Linked DNA regions of Mus musculus: region 1 is linked to region 2. Evidence: chromatin contacts called from public Hi-C data. All regions are on one chromosome and are shown on one strand. Each heading gives the region's core, a stretch centred on a gene start, on an enhancer-like site or on the middle of the called end of the contact. The rest is flanking DNA. Distances are from core to core; before and after follow the strand shown. Region 1 has its middle 46 kb from the start of Gm30904. Region 2 has its middle 500 kb from the start of Gm30904.

Region 1 (6,230 bases), core at 3,681-6,180, 540 kb before region 2:
CTCTCTCTCTCTCTCTCTCTCTCTCTCTCTCTCTCTCTCTCTCCCTCCCTCCCCCCCCCCCTCTCTCTCTCTCCCTCCCTCCCTCTCCCTCCCTACCTCCCTCCCTCTCTTTCTCTCTCCCTCCTCCTGTACTGTTTCTAGTCTTCTTTATGTTTCTCCTGAATATGCAATGTCAACTGAATATGCAATGTCAAGTTGTTACTGTGTATGGTGCTTTTTCTGCATAATTGACTGGATGCTTTGCACTCTTTCTTCTGTGTTTGTGAGCCAAACTACTAAAACCAAGGATCAAAATAAAGCTTCCAGCTTGTTACAGTGTGTGTCGAAGGACAAAGTTATGATAATTAGTTACGTGGATACCCCGAGAGCTCTGGATTAGTTGCCAGAGTGTAGAAGTGTTATTTTTGTACTCCAACTGTCGCTGTTATCACTTCCAGCTATTTGTGTGGCTCCAGTGTTGTACTCAGATGTGGGGTCCATCAGCTCCCCATTGGTTTACATTAAACACTTGGCCCTCATGCAACACCTCTCTCTACAGCATTTTGTAAATGTCAGCTAATCTTACCCCCTCAGGAACTGTTCAGCATTGTCATTTGTATCATATATATTAAAAAACCAATATGCAGTGTGGTAAAAAAGCCTCAATAAAAACCTCACAGAAGTTGGTATCAGAGGGTAAACCAAAGTCCCTCCAGGTTTCATTTCTTAGCACAATATTTGAAAACAACTGTCCGTTTCATGATCTGAAGAAAAAAATGATCATTTGGATTTTTTTTTTAGAGTCTTTGGACATTGGCAATGAAACATCTTATTGATTGATACCTTAGAATCCCTTTTGCCACCAGGGGATACACAGACTAGCTAATCATGTAGTTCATCCGGAATGAAGAATCTCACATCCTTGGTGATACACCAAGGCCAGCCATCTCATTGTTATCCTACAGTCCCATCACCTTTGTCAATAGGACAGCATTTTATTGATTCTCAAGACCAATTGTTATTCACATACATGACTTGAAGGCCTGTACCTGAATATAAGTATGACCTTCTTGGTAACCTGTATATCAAAGTATGATCTTAGGTCTTGGAACAAACTGTTTCAGTCTGTTATAAGCATTTATCTACAGTCTCCCAGGAAAAGAAAAAGAACCGCAGTTATTGTAAGTCAGGGCTCTGAGAAATTCTATTGGAGCAAAGCAAACACACTAAAGATGTATTTAAGGCCTCTCAGAAAGATCTTCACCCACAAATTGTAGATGGGATATCACATTACTTTATGCTTTATGCTCTGTCATGGTAACTGAAAGCTTGCCCTAACAACCTTTTTTGTTTATTTTAGCAAGGAAATTTCAAAGTAGCTAGCTACATTTCCTTGGACTTTTGGCAACTGTTTCAAAGGCTTTGTTTTGGGAGGCCTATTATCAATTCACACATTTCTGTAACCCAGTGTAACATCATTGCTAATATAATGAGAATAAATACTTATTAACACTCAAAGCAGTAATTGCTGTGAATTTTGTATGCATAGTGGTTACAATCCACCAATATAAGAAGGTCAGCTAATATAATAAGGGGGAAAGAGAGTATAAAATTACAATATGAACACAGTGAGAATAACACATTAAGGACCCAACACAAAATTAGACGTTACAAATAGATTCACAATGAAAGCATAAAGGATACTGTACATTCTGAGACAAAATGGTGTAGGGATGTGTTGCAAGGCTGAAATGCTTTTAGAATCCTAAGACCTAGCCATGGTTTGGATGCAACCTGGGGTCCACTTGGGAAGGTCGTGGTACTCAAGCTGGAATCTTTGAGAGATGCTGTGGACCTTAGCAGGCCACTAGTCACTAATGGCCAAGTGTCACTGCAGGCCATTAGTTGATCCAGGACATCCTCTCTCTGGGTATTGCAACATCTCGATTATTTTCTTTCTCCTTTTGCTTTTTTGGTTTATGAGGTGGTCCATTTGCTCCCCTCTGAGCTCCTTCTAGCATTGTCTCAATTGTCAGAGAAGAAATCTGTTAGAGAATTTAACCGGGGCCAGAAACCCTCACTTCAAACATGTGAGCTAAAATAAATATTTTTTTATACACTAATTAATTCAGGTGCTTCATTTACACAAGATAAACTGACCAACATAAATTCCGTTCTTTGTAAAATGTGCTAAAATCTGCATATGATGTGGTGCCTCCAGCAATTCCTCATGTTTTCCCTGTAACTGAGTATATCAACACTTTAAAACTATGACTGAGTTTTATAAGGAAAATAACTTGACACTGAAAATGCCTTGAAATCCAAGCTAATTGTCAGAATGACATATTGCTTTTCATTTTACTTCTCCTCTTGTCTTTTATAAATGCCACTTAGCACTGGGTAGAAAGCTGGACAGACCACATATTTCTGTTCCATCTTCATCAGCACCAATGAATATACTGATTGTAGGTTCCACATCCAGTGGCATATGAAGTCCCAAGGGAAAAATAACAAACAAAAACCAAACAAAATAACAAGACAAAACACTACTCCTTCACTAAAAAACTTTAAACAGTGAAGTTCGAGTTTACATAAATGAACAAGGAAGAACTGGGAGATTTTTCCTACACAATGTTCAAAACTTACAAAGCATAATGGAAATTTGACTTTGGACCTCTTCTACTCTGAAATAGTGAGATGATAAATTTTTATTCAGTTTCCTCATCTAGTGTACTTTGATATGGAAGCACAGGTAACTAATGCAGAATAAAATTATATTTATTTTCCTTTTTTGTAGAAAATCCCAAAACCAAACAAACAACCTCCCAAAGAACTATCATAAAATCATTTAGAAGAAAATACGTAAATCTTTGAAACTCCCACAATACAAGGTCAATATGTGTAAGTGAGTTTCAGCCCTAGATATTTATAGTGAAAAATTAAACATAAGCAACTAAAATACTATTTAGAATCTGTGACTACTAAATATTTAAGGATAAAATGTTATTCTGCGTGTGTGATTCTTACAATGGAAGTGAAACTGTATGTGGTAAGCAAATGGAAAATTAATATATTATGCCACATATTGAAAGGTTCAATAGTGAAATCAAACCCTGAGGTTCATTGCCCTTTCTATCAGAAATGGAGCAGACTCTTTGTTTCCTTTAGTTTGTAAAAATCAGCAGTCTGATTTTCAATGAACACTGGAATTCAACTGGTAGTAACAAAAAACCTTTTAAAACAATGGAGATACAAAGTTTGCACTAACCAATGTCAAGGTTTCCCATAGAGTTAATTTGTACATAATGAATACCACAGCATGAATAGATGATTTGCTTAGTGGAATAGATGATCTAGAAATAGGCTTCAATAGATACTTGATATTTAAATAAATTCACGCTAGTAGTTGACTTTTCATATTTATGAAAAACATTGAGAGAGAAAACTAATGGAGGAAATAATTATTTTAGCCTTGTAATTTCAGACATTGTAGTTTTTGTCCTTGAAATTTTTTTTTTTTATCAGAGTCAAAGTCTTGCTGTGCTGACCAGGCTGCCTTTGAAAGCATTCCATAGTCTACCACGTTGGCTGCCATCTCAGCATCTCTACTTCATTGTCCCAAGTGCTCTGGTTTCAAAGGTGGGCTCCATTACTGCATATGTGAGGCCAGATTGAACATCACAAGCAAGTGGAGGAGCAAAATAAAACAGACAAAAGCCAGAGTGAAAAGAGTGTGCCATAAGTTGAGGCAGGCCATGTAAATTTCCCCTTGGTACCTTGCTAAGCCTTATTTCCAAAAGATTCTATCATTTTCAGTAATACATCAAACTATAAATCCACTGTTTATGTCCGAGCTTTAGTGATATAATTGTGTCTCAGTAACTGAATAGCAAACTGTAGCTTTGTGGGGGTGGGGGAGCATTTAATTGCCACACCATAACTAGTTCCTATGGGATTATTTAAGAAAATATCAATATGTTAACTAGTGGTGTTGGAAAATTGAATTTTCACAGAAAATAAAATTAACCAAACCAACGTTTTATCTAAAAATGTAAGTGAATTGAGGTAAATTGTACATAAAACTAGAATTCTAAAACACATAGGAAAGTATTAAAGAAACCACTATGCAACTGGATTATGTGAGAGAAAATGTGATAAAACAAAAGGTAAGACTTCTAAAAGTAAAGCCATAACTGTGGCATTATCAACTTTATATCTTCAAAAGAAATTTTAAAAGCAGATGTAGCCATATAAGCAGAGAAAACGATTCATGGGATCGGAGGTTATGTGCCAATTATATCTCTAAATACTAGCATTGTCAAGAAGTCTGAATGGTACTTTTCATAAGACAATAGATGCACAGGGCTTTCAAAGGGAAAAGACTTAACATTATCATTCATTACAAAAATGCAAATTCAAAGTCATCATGGGGTACTCCCCATACTTAATAGCGAGACAGAAATGAAAATGCTCAAAATACCCAATGGTGGGAAGAATGTCAAAAACAAAAACACTTCGCGAATCATAGTGTCGATGCAAACTCTAACAATCTCTTTGGGAGACAATTACAGTTCTATAACATTAGATATGTGTTCTTTCATATAGGAAAGCAGTGCTAATCCAAGGGAGGAAATGTGCCTTAAGCCCATACAAGGACTCATTCATGGATAAGAAATGGTACTTGTAACAGCTGCTAAATGAGGATTTTTCAAATGTCCATCAACTGATAAGCAGAATTTTAAAACTGCTATGTATATACAGCTATAGCCATAAAAAGGAAGTTATAATGCTGCACCATCCCATAGTCCAGATTCCTCTTGCAAATAAATCAAGTAAATAAAGAGACACAGAATTTGAGACAATTATTCCTCTAACAAAATGAAGATGGCAGTGTCCGGATGTTAAATTTTGCCATAATCTAAGCACAGAGGAAAGGTCTGAGTCTCAGATGGTGAGGAGGACGTTGTGGGCTATAAATATGTCCAATATTGTGGCTGAGATGAATAGTGTGAGACTGTACAACTGTCAAAATTCACTTAAAGCTTAAAAATAAAACCTCTTACACTTTTTAAGTGTATACTTCTGAGGTTTGTGATGTGCCTGACAGGGTCAAGTATTTGAAGTCATCAGCTTTTGGTGGTATTTGGAGATACTGTGGACACTTTAGGAGGTGGAACCTCTCTGGTGGTAATGAATCTCGGGAGAGGGGTGATTTAAACTTTTACTGTCTGCATCTACTTCCTGTCAAGTCTTTGCTCCTTATTATACTAAGATATGAGATGAGGCATTCTAGCTATACTCCTGACAACATGAAGGTTCCTGTTGCCAAACATTGCTGACAAGACTCATTTTACCTTCTCAAAACATAAGCGGGATATACCTTTGTTCCTATTATAAATAGCTTCTTGTTAGGGGCTTTGTCACAGCAATAAAAGTAGCTAATATAATACTTCAATGAAGTTGACCAGAATAATTAAAAATCAAAATTCATTATTTATATCCCAATTTAAAACAAATATTCATTTTCTATCATTTTTATTAATATTTAGAACCAAATATTTTTATATACTTAATTGACCTACCTCCCCAGTCTTATTTTGCACTTGCTCTTAAAGATAACCTTCTTAATGAATCATATAAAAAACATTAAGTATTTGTTTAGCACCAAACAAACTAAAATTATTGTTCTCCCCTTATCATGGTACTGTAGAATAGTATATATTCTATATATAATTAAACCTATATGCAAAAAACAATCATGATATATATATATATGTATATATATAATGCATATAAACTGCATACACTATATATCTATTAAATATACTTGTATATCTAGCATATATACATATACTATATATGCTATATGTCTCTATATACTATATATTATAGTATATATACTACATAAGCTATATTTTATCATATATATTATGTTTCACATCATATATCATAAATATATGAACAAAAGGAAATGTGTGGCAGGTGATTGTGGAGGTGGTTGACCTCCCTCAGCGTCAGGATCTGTTTTAAGGATAGCTTTCCTAGTATTTGGTAATGACCTAAATGTCATGTGTGCCTCGAAGAAAACACCTCTAAAAAACACTAATGTTTGTGCAAAGTGCTGATTGTGTGGAACACTTGTGTGTCTACTCACAGCTTTTAGAATGGTCTGACTTAAAGTATCATTATGTCCTGAATTAAAATATCACTATTTTCTGATTTCTTGTTTCTCCCCAAAATTCAGGTGCAGA
Region 2 (7,140 bases), core at 2,200-4,699:
AAAACCCAGAAGTCTCTTATCAAAGCATCCAGTAAGGGAGAGGTGTTGACCATAATCTGGAACTTGGGACCCAAACTAAATGAAGGAGAATGTACTGAAAATGTATGTGCTGCAGATGAGGATGCAGATTCCCTATTAATCTGGAAAGACAGTATCAAACGGAGACAGGATACAAGGAGCCTTCAAACCAGTGCCTCAGAAGCATAGTTAATAATATCAGATAAGCTATGACAAAATTTGGATGATGTAAGAAGGTGAAAAGAAAATGGTCAAAAGGAAATGGGAACTGTACTTGCATTAAGAAAATCAAGTGCTTAACCATTCTGACTTTTAAAACTACATAATGTACTGGATTTAGCTCTCTACACTCTTGTTTCTCCAAAGTGCTTCACTATAATGACATAAAATCCAGGAACACTGGCACATACAAAATTCACTCCATGCCTGAATGGGCAGAAGAAATGGAATGTTGCCCATGACCACTAGGGAATGCTTGAAAGCACCCTGACTTGCATATACTCAGAGATAAAGTCAATAAAAGCAGACTCTCTCCAACTAAACAACTGTTTCCAGGAACACAAGATAGAAGTAGAATTTACTAATAAAACAGAAAATGTCCTTTTTGAAGCAATAGTTTGCAATGTGGCAGAATTTTAGCCAGTGATTTTTGTCTCTGTAATTCCCAGCTACACTTGCTGAGGAAGAATGATGACCTTGTAGAATGGAGATATACATGTTTCTTTTGGGGAAGACAGGACCTCTGTGCTCCTACCCGCCCAGAAATATAATTAAGGAGCAGGTGTTTGGCTACTTCTCTTTGTTTATTCCCTTTAAACAAATTTCATATAATGGTTATTTGCAAGGTACTCTTGATCGTATTTAGAAACTGCTAATACAAAAGGGTCTTTCACTTCAAAAGACAGTGTGTTTATTAAGTTGGGAATAAAGTTATGCATAATGGATCATTTATTTTTTATTACATTTCTGACTTATTCACCAAACACATTTTATTAGCACATGGAATTATCTCGTTCTCTTTAAATCCTAACTCTGGGTAATTTACACATGTATTGCATATTTACTTATGAGTCCATAGAGTTACTGATCTTTCATATCCATCTATATAAACTGTGGATTCAGTCGCTAGTCATTTTAAGACAAGATGCATTAATTTCTATTTGTTCCTACCTCTGCTCTCTTTTCTAAGACTAGATTAGATATTTAACCTCAAGAGGTTAGGAAATGTGTCATAATGTTTGGTTGGGCTACACAACTAGAATATTCTTTTTCACATAATGACATCCTCAGTTAATCAATTATTAGACTGATTATTCTAGTTATTTGATAATTATCAATTGATCATTTTATAAAGATTTGCTTATTTTTATTGTGTACAAGAATTTGCCTGAATGTATGTATTGTACTACATATATGTCTGGCACCAGCAGAGGCCAAAAGATAACATCAGATACCCTGAAACTAGAGTTACATTCAGTTGTTCTCAATATGGCTGGGGATTAGACCTGATTCCACTGAAAGATCAGCAAGTGATCTTAATTACTGAATCCACTACTTAGTCATTGTGTGTTGATCTTAATAGCATAGAAGAACTTGTTGTTATCATTTTCGGAAACAAATTTTGTACACAGTTTTTATCTTTGCTGTACCAAGCTCACCCTTAAATATTTTCTGGAATAAGTAATTCTTAGGTTTGGTTTGGTTTTTGTTTGTGTGTATATGGTGTGTATGGGTGTGCATATGTGGGTGGGAGGCAGATATGTGGAGGCCAAAAGAGAACACCGAGTGTCCCCATCTAACACTGTACGCCTATTTCTCTAGAGATAGGGTCTCACTGAAATCCTGGTTCACTATTTTTACTAGACTTGCTTGCCAGTGAGCTCCTTCTATCTCATTCCCACCGTGCTATGGTGATAGGCACATGTAGGCATCCCCGACTTTCACCTCAGTACTGTTGATTCAAACTCAGGTTCTATTGCTTGCAGAGGCAGCTATTTACACATTAATCCATCCATCCAGTGTAGGGAAGAATTAAATATTACTAAATTTCAGTATGCTTGGCTGTACACAAAGATGTTTTCTCTTAATCTTTCTATTTCTTGAACTTTTTATAAAGATAGACTTATTTTTATTGTGTATAAGTGTTTGCTTGAGTGTATGTATTACACTATATATATATAGTGTCAGCAGAGGCCAAAAGAAGGCGTATGATACCCTAGGACTAGAGATACAGTAAGTTATTTCTTTGTTTTGTTTTGTTTTGGGTTTTGGTTGGTTTTGTTGTTGTTTTGTTTGTTTGCTTGCTTGCTTTGTGTTTTTCTCATTGAGCTAACTGGAATTTATATTTTAAATCTTGTTTTACATTAATATTTATGTTTTTTAAGTTTTCATATGTGAAAATAGTGAATTATGGTCTCATTACTCTTTACTCCCTCCCTCTAACTGCCCTTGAGATCCACCAAGCCATATTATTAATATCCCCCTAAATTAGCACTGATCATATATGATTGTGTGGAGTCTTTAACTGTGGCATGGACAACCGACAAGCAACCACATCCCCAAAGAAAAGTGACTCCCTGTCCCTTAACAATCACCAACCTCGGATAGCTCCTCAACTAGCGCTAAGATTCAACCCCTATCCACTGGAAAGGAAGCTCCTGTGACCAAGGTTATGAAGAGCACGAGTTCATGAGTATAAGCATAGGAGGTAAGAGGGCAGGCTTACAGCATGACTATTGCACTTTAAAATATTACCAAGAGTGCCCTGCTAAGGCCTATGACCTCCCCAGATGTGAACTTGTGACAGATGTAGTGACAGCTCCTGTGGAGCATCCTTGGAGGCACAGACACTTTACACTAACCCTCCGAACGCTTCTCTACATTTCTAACCGTAGCTTCCTCCTGTGCTTCAGTGCATTCTCTTTTAGTGTTATCAGCTTATAGTCTCCTACTCAGACCTCATTTGTAATGTCCTGCACATCTTTTAATTCCTGGTTCCCTGACAGTAATGATTATTTTTTCCAGCTCCTGATTGATGTTTTCAGCGCCCCTTTCATGTGGCATCTGCAGATGTTATTTTCTACTCATCCTTGGATCATTGAAGAAGATAGGACATAGCACAACCAAACAGACCTCGTGCTGAAATCTTTGCAGGCGCTCCGAGGTTTTCTCCATACATGAAGTGACAGCATCTTATTCATCATGTGTTCCTTTTCTTCCATTTATCATGTGGTGTGTGTGTGTGTGTGTGTGTGTGTGTGTGTGTGTGTGTGTGTGTATGTGTGTGTGTGTGTGTGTGTGTATGTGTGTGTGTGTATGTGTGTGTGTGTGTGTGTGTGTGTGTGTGTGCGCGTGCACGCACATATAGAGCTGATTCTGCTAGACTAGTGGCTCCCAGCTTGTTCCTGTCACTTTATCAGTCTAACACTATGCCACCATAGCTACCTTTTTAGTTGTTCTAAAAGTGCTGGTTTCTCTGCTTACATGGTTAGCAGTTTACTGACTGAGCCATCTGCCTAGCTTATTATGTTTGATTTGTCTTGAATATCTTACCAGTCTTTTAGTCATGAAGCAATATTCCTCTCTAGGCAAATGTGAATAGGAAACCCCTCAATCATTTCAAAGCAGTTGATTATCTTTATTCTAAGAGTTCAATACCCTCTTCACAATAGCCCACATTCCCTTTCGCCTGTCCTAGTACTACTTGATTCTTAGCTTGCACACAAATGCCCCAGTCCCTAGTTCTCTACTGATTTTGATTGCTGACTGTCAGAATTATTTTTTTTACCTTCAGGCCAATATGAAGGGAGACATTTTGTTTGTAGTTGGATTACCTGGTCAGTGAGTACATGGGGTATGCTCCAGTGCTTTCTGAATATCAGAAAAAAATATGGAGCCTTAAAATAAAATTGCACCTCTACAACTTATTGCCTTCCCAATCCTAGAAGACTTTTCAAAAATAATTGCCAGTGTTCCCGTAACTTCATTAGCTCTTCCCTTAACACTCAGTAAGTGCGTCACCCAGAGCTACAGACACGATACAATTCAGCAATTTGAGAGGAAATTGGGGCCAACTCCTCTGCAGTATCTGAGACTTTATGTTTTGCTTTCTTACCTTTCTGCCAAGTTCTGGCATTTCCACTTTCTTTTAGACTCCTCTACACAGGGACTTTTTTTCATACTTGGACTCAGCCTTCAAAACGCTGTCTCTTGGGCTTTCAAGTACCTTCAGACTGATATCTAACTTTCCCCTCTCTCCTAACGGAGTAAACACTTTTACCTTTCCAGCCATTGGCTTGTGTCTGCCAGCACAGTAAAGCAAGAAGGAGATTTTGGTATAGAAAATTATTGTAAAACACATCTGTCTCCATGATCAGCAGTGCAGGTAACTTCTCAGCAGATGATAGATAATGGGGAGTATCCCTTTTCAGTGTAGACATATGAAAGTAGCACGTGTTTGCTCAAGCAGTGAGTTTTCAAGTATTCCTTTCTAAAAGTTATCTTTTTTCTTGGAATGCATTTTTCTGTCTTTTAAATACATGATTATGAGTTATTTTCTCATAAAACCTGGATAATAGAAGAAAACAAACATTAATGAAGCACCTGCATAAGATTTTCTTTGTTAAATATTTTCAATTTTTTCTTTTATTTTTGACATTATAATATATAATTTCTCCCTTCCCTTTTCTCCCTCCATACCCACTTATAAACCCCTGCATTTTCTCTTTCAAGTTTATGGTCTCTTTTCTCATTAGTTGCTATTATGCGCATGTATGTGTAAACATACATATTTCTAAATATGAACTGCTCAGTCTGTATAATGTTCCTGGTATGTGTGTTTTCAGGGCTGACCACTGAACAATAGCTATTTAGACATATATTGCATATATTATCATGAGTTAAGTAGCATGTGGCTATAAATACTTTAAAGCTATCTGCCACAAACTGAATATACTCTTCTTACATACGGTATATTGTGATCAGTCTTTCCTCTGTCCTAACACGCCCTGGATGTTCCCATCTCTCTACCCACCCAGTTTCATGTTCTGTCTCTTACTCCTCCAACCCCTACTCTCAGACAACCTAAAAAACAAAAACAAAAGGCACATATTCAAAGCAAACAAGCAAAACAAAACAGATAGAGCATCTCAAAATGGAGTCTGTTATGTGTGGGCCAACTGTTCCTGGGTTTGAGACCTGCTGTAGAGTGTGATTGGCGTGACAAGTGATGCTTCAATGGAGAAAATTGATTTTCTATTTCCCAGCAGGTATCAATTGCAAATAGCTTGCTAGATATGAACGGGAATTTGTTTCTATCTATCTTCCATACTGGGATTTTATCTGATTTGAGCTTGTGCAGGTCTTGTGCCTGCTGTAACAGCCTCTGTGTGGTCATATGTACATCAGCTCTACTGTCTCTGGGAAATGCTGTTAGAATAACCTCTTTTTGGTTTTTGAGATTCTAATATAATTTCATTTTCTCCTTTACTTTCTCTAAACCCTCCCACATATACCAAGTACCTCCTACATATCTCTAAATATAATCTGTGCAGTATGTATATAATAAACTCTAAAGGTTAACATTCACATGGAAATTTTAAGACAGAATTTGTATTGTAATTTTATTGCGAAGCTTTCCATTATTTAATCCTGTAGGTGTCTAGAAATAGAAATATTGGTTCCTGGAAATCATTTGTTCATAACTTTATTTAATTCCTTTTCTTTAATAAAAAACATATCTTATATAGGACTGTCTGGAAAAACTAGAGCATAAAGCAGTATGTGAATACGTAAAGTCTTCATTCAGTGTTTTACTTAGAACATTGGAGATTGGATCCAATGCTTGCAGCATGCTAAGCACAGGTTCTCCCACTGAGCTACCAGATCTAGTGCATGGAGGGGTCGATTTAGCATAACATTTATAGTCTATCATCTCACATAAAAGCTCTTAGATAAATGAAAACCAAGTTGAGAATTTACAATTAAAATTTTAAGCAGAAGACATTTTTTATAAACTTGCTAAGTAACCTTCAAAATGTTAATAATGGCAGTGATTTAAATATGGATGCTTTTTTTTTATTACTCAGAGAAGCTGAACTTTCTTTCTTCATGTCTTACTGTTCCCAGCCTTTCAAATCTGCTGAGTGACAGTTTAAACACAGAATAGTCATAACAAAAGAAATCAACCTGCTATGTGTTAAGGTTAATTTAATTTAAAGTGATATTTTCCCAAATAATTTATTTTTTATAAACTTTATCAGACAAATTTGCAATTAGAAACTGTTACAAATAACTTATTTTTATTGAAGTAAGAATCATGAATGGCAAAAATAATTAGGTTCTTACACTAAGAGGAAGTATGGAGTTTCCTCCCATACCTTGTATAGACTAATTCTCTACAGCTGTGTAACACTAGCAGGCACATTGTTACAAGCAATAAAGCTACATGCTGACACATCATTACTATGCAAAGGTCAGAGTTCCATTAGGGACCACTGCTAGTGTTCTGTGCACTTCCACAAGTATACAATTATAAGTATTTACCATGTAGAAGAATCCTGCTGTCTTCCAGTTCTCCAATGTTCTACTTATTCCACACTGCCCTACTCTCTGGAAACCACCAATCTTTTGACAGCTTGAATCTTTCCATTTCGTTTCCAAAATGCTAAGAGATTGAATCATGTAGCATGTAGGGTTTTTTTAGATGGATATACTTCACTTAATGACACATATTTAAGTTTCCTGTATATCTTTTTATAGTTCATTACGTTTTAGTAGATGGGAAAATGCCCCAGTAGCTGGTTCGAAGTCAGTGCCCATAATCCCAAACTCCAGTTGGCTCAAGCCCCAGGCCTGCTATAACATTTGACCAGCATGACAGATCAAGTTTCGATGCAAATGCCTTAGAATAATCAGTATGGACCAGCTGTCCTTCATGCTATGGAGACCAGAGTCAGGCAAGCAACCTGTATCATGCCTCCTCACTGCCTGGCCAATCCCTTCATTCTCAGGCTCAATGATCATCTCGGTGCCAGTTCAGCCCTGTGCATCCAGGCTGCAGGCCATCTCTGATTGTGTAAATATCCTTCTAGAAATAACTTCTAGACCTATGACCTATTGCTA

The links. A called contact is a pair of places that touch in the nucleus more often than the background predicts.
Region 1: a Hi-C map of cortical neurons shows a contact between it and region 2, with 2.2 times the contacts expected there. The contact joins two enhancer-like sites.

Annotation. Positions count from the first base shown.
Region 1 is chr2:8,388,426-8,394,655 of GRCm38.p6, reverse strand. No RefSeq gene overlaps it. Among named protein-coding and RNA genes, the nearest start is that of Gm30904, 46 kb to the right of the region's middle. Within about 2 kb of position 4,930, at least 3 of the 459 cell types and tissues checked have an H3K27ac peak or open chromatin away from gene starts, as enhancers often do. A contact at or near this core is called in cortical neurons, where this site is marked.
Region 2 is chr2:7,844,025-7,851,164 of GRCm38.p6, reverse strand. No RefSeq gene overlaps it. Among named protein-coding and RNA genes, the nearest start is that of Gm30904, 500 kb to the left of the region's middle. Within about 2 kb of position 3,449, at least 4 of the 459 cell types and tissues checked have an H3K27ac peak or open chromatin away from gene starts, as enhancers often do. A contact at or near this core is called in cortical neurons, where this site is marked.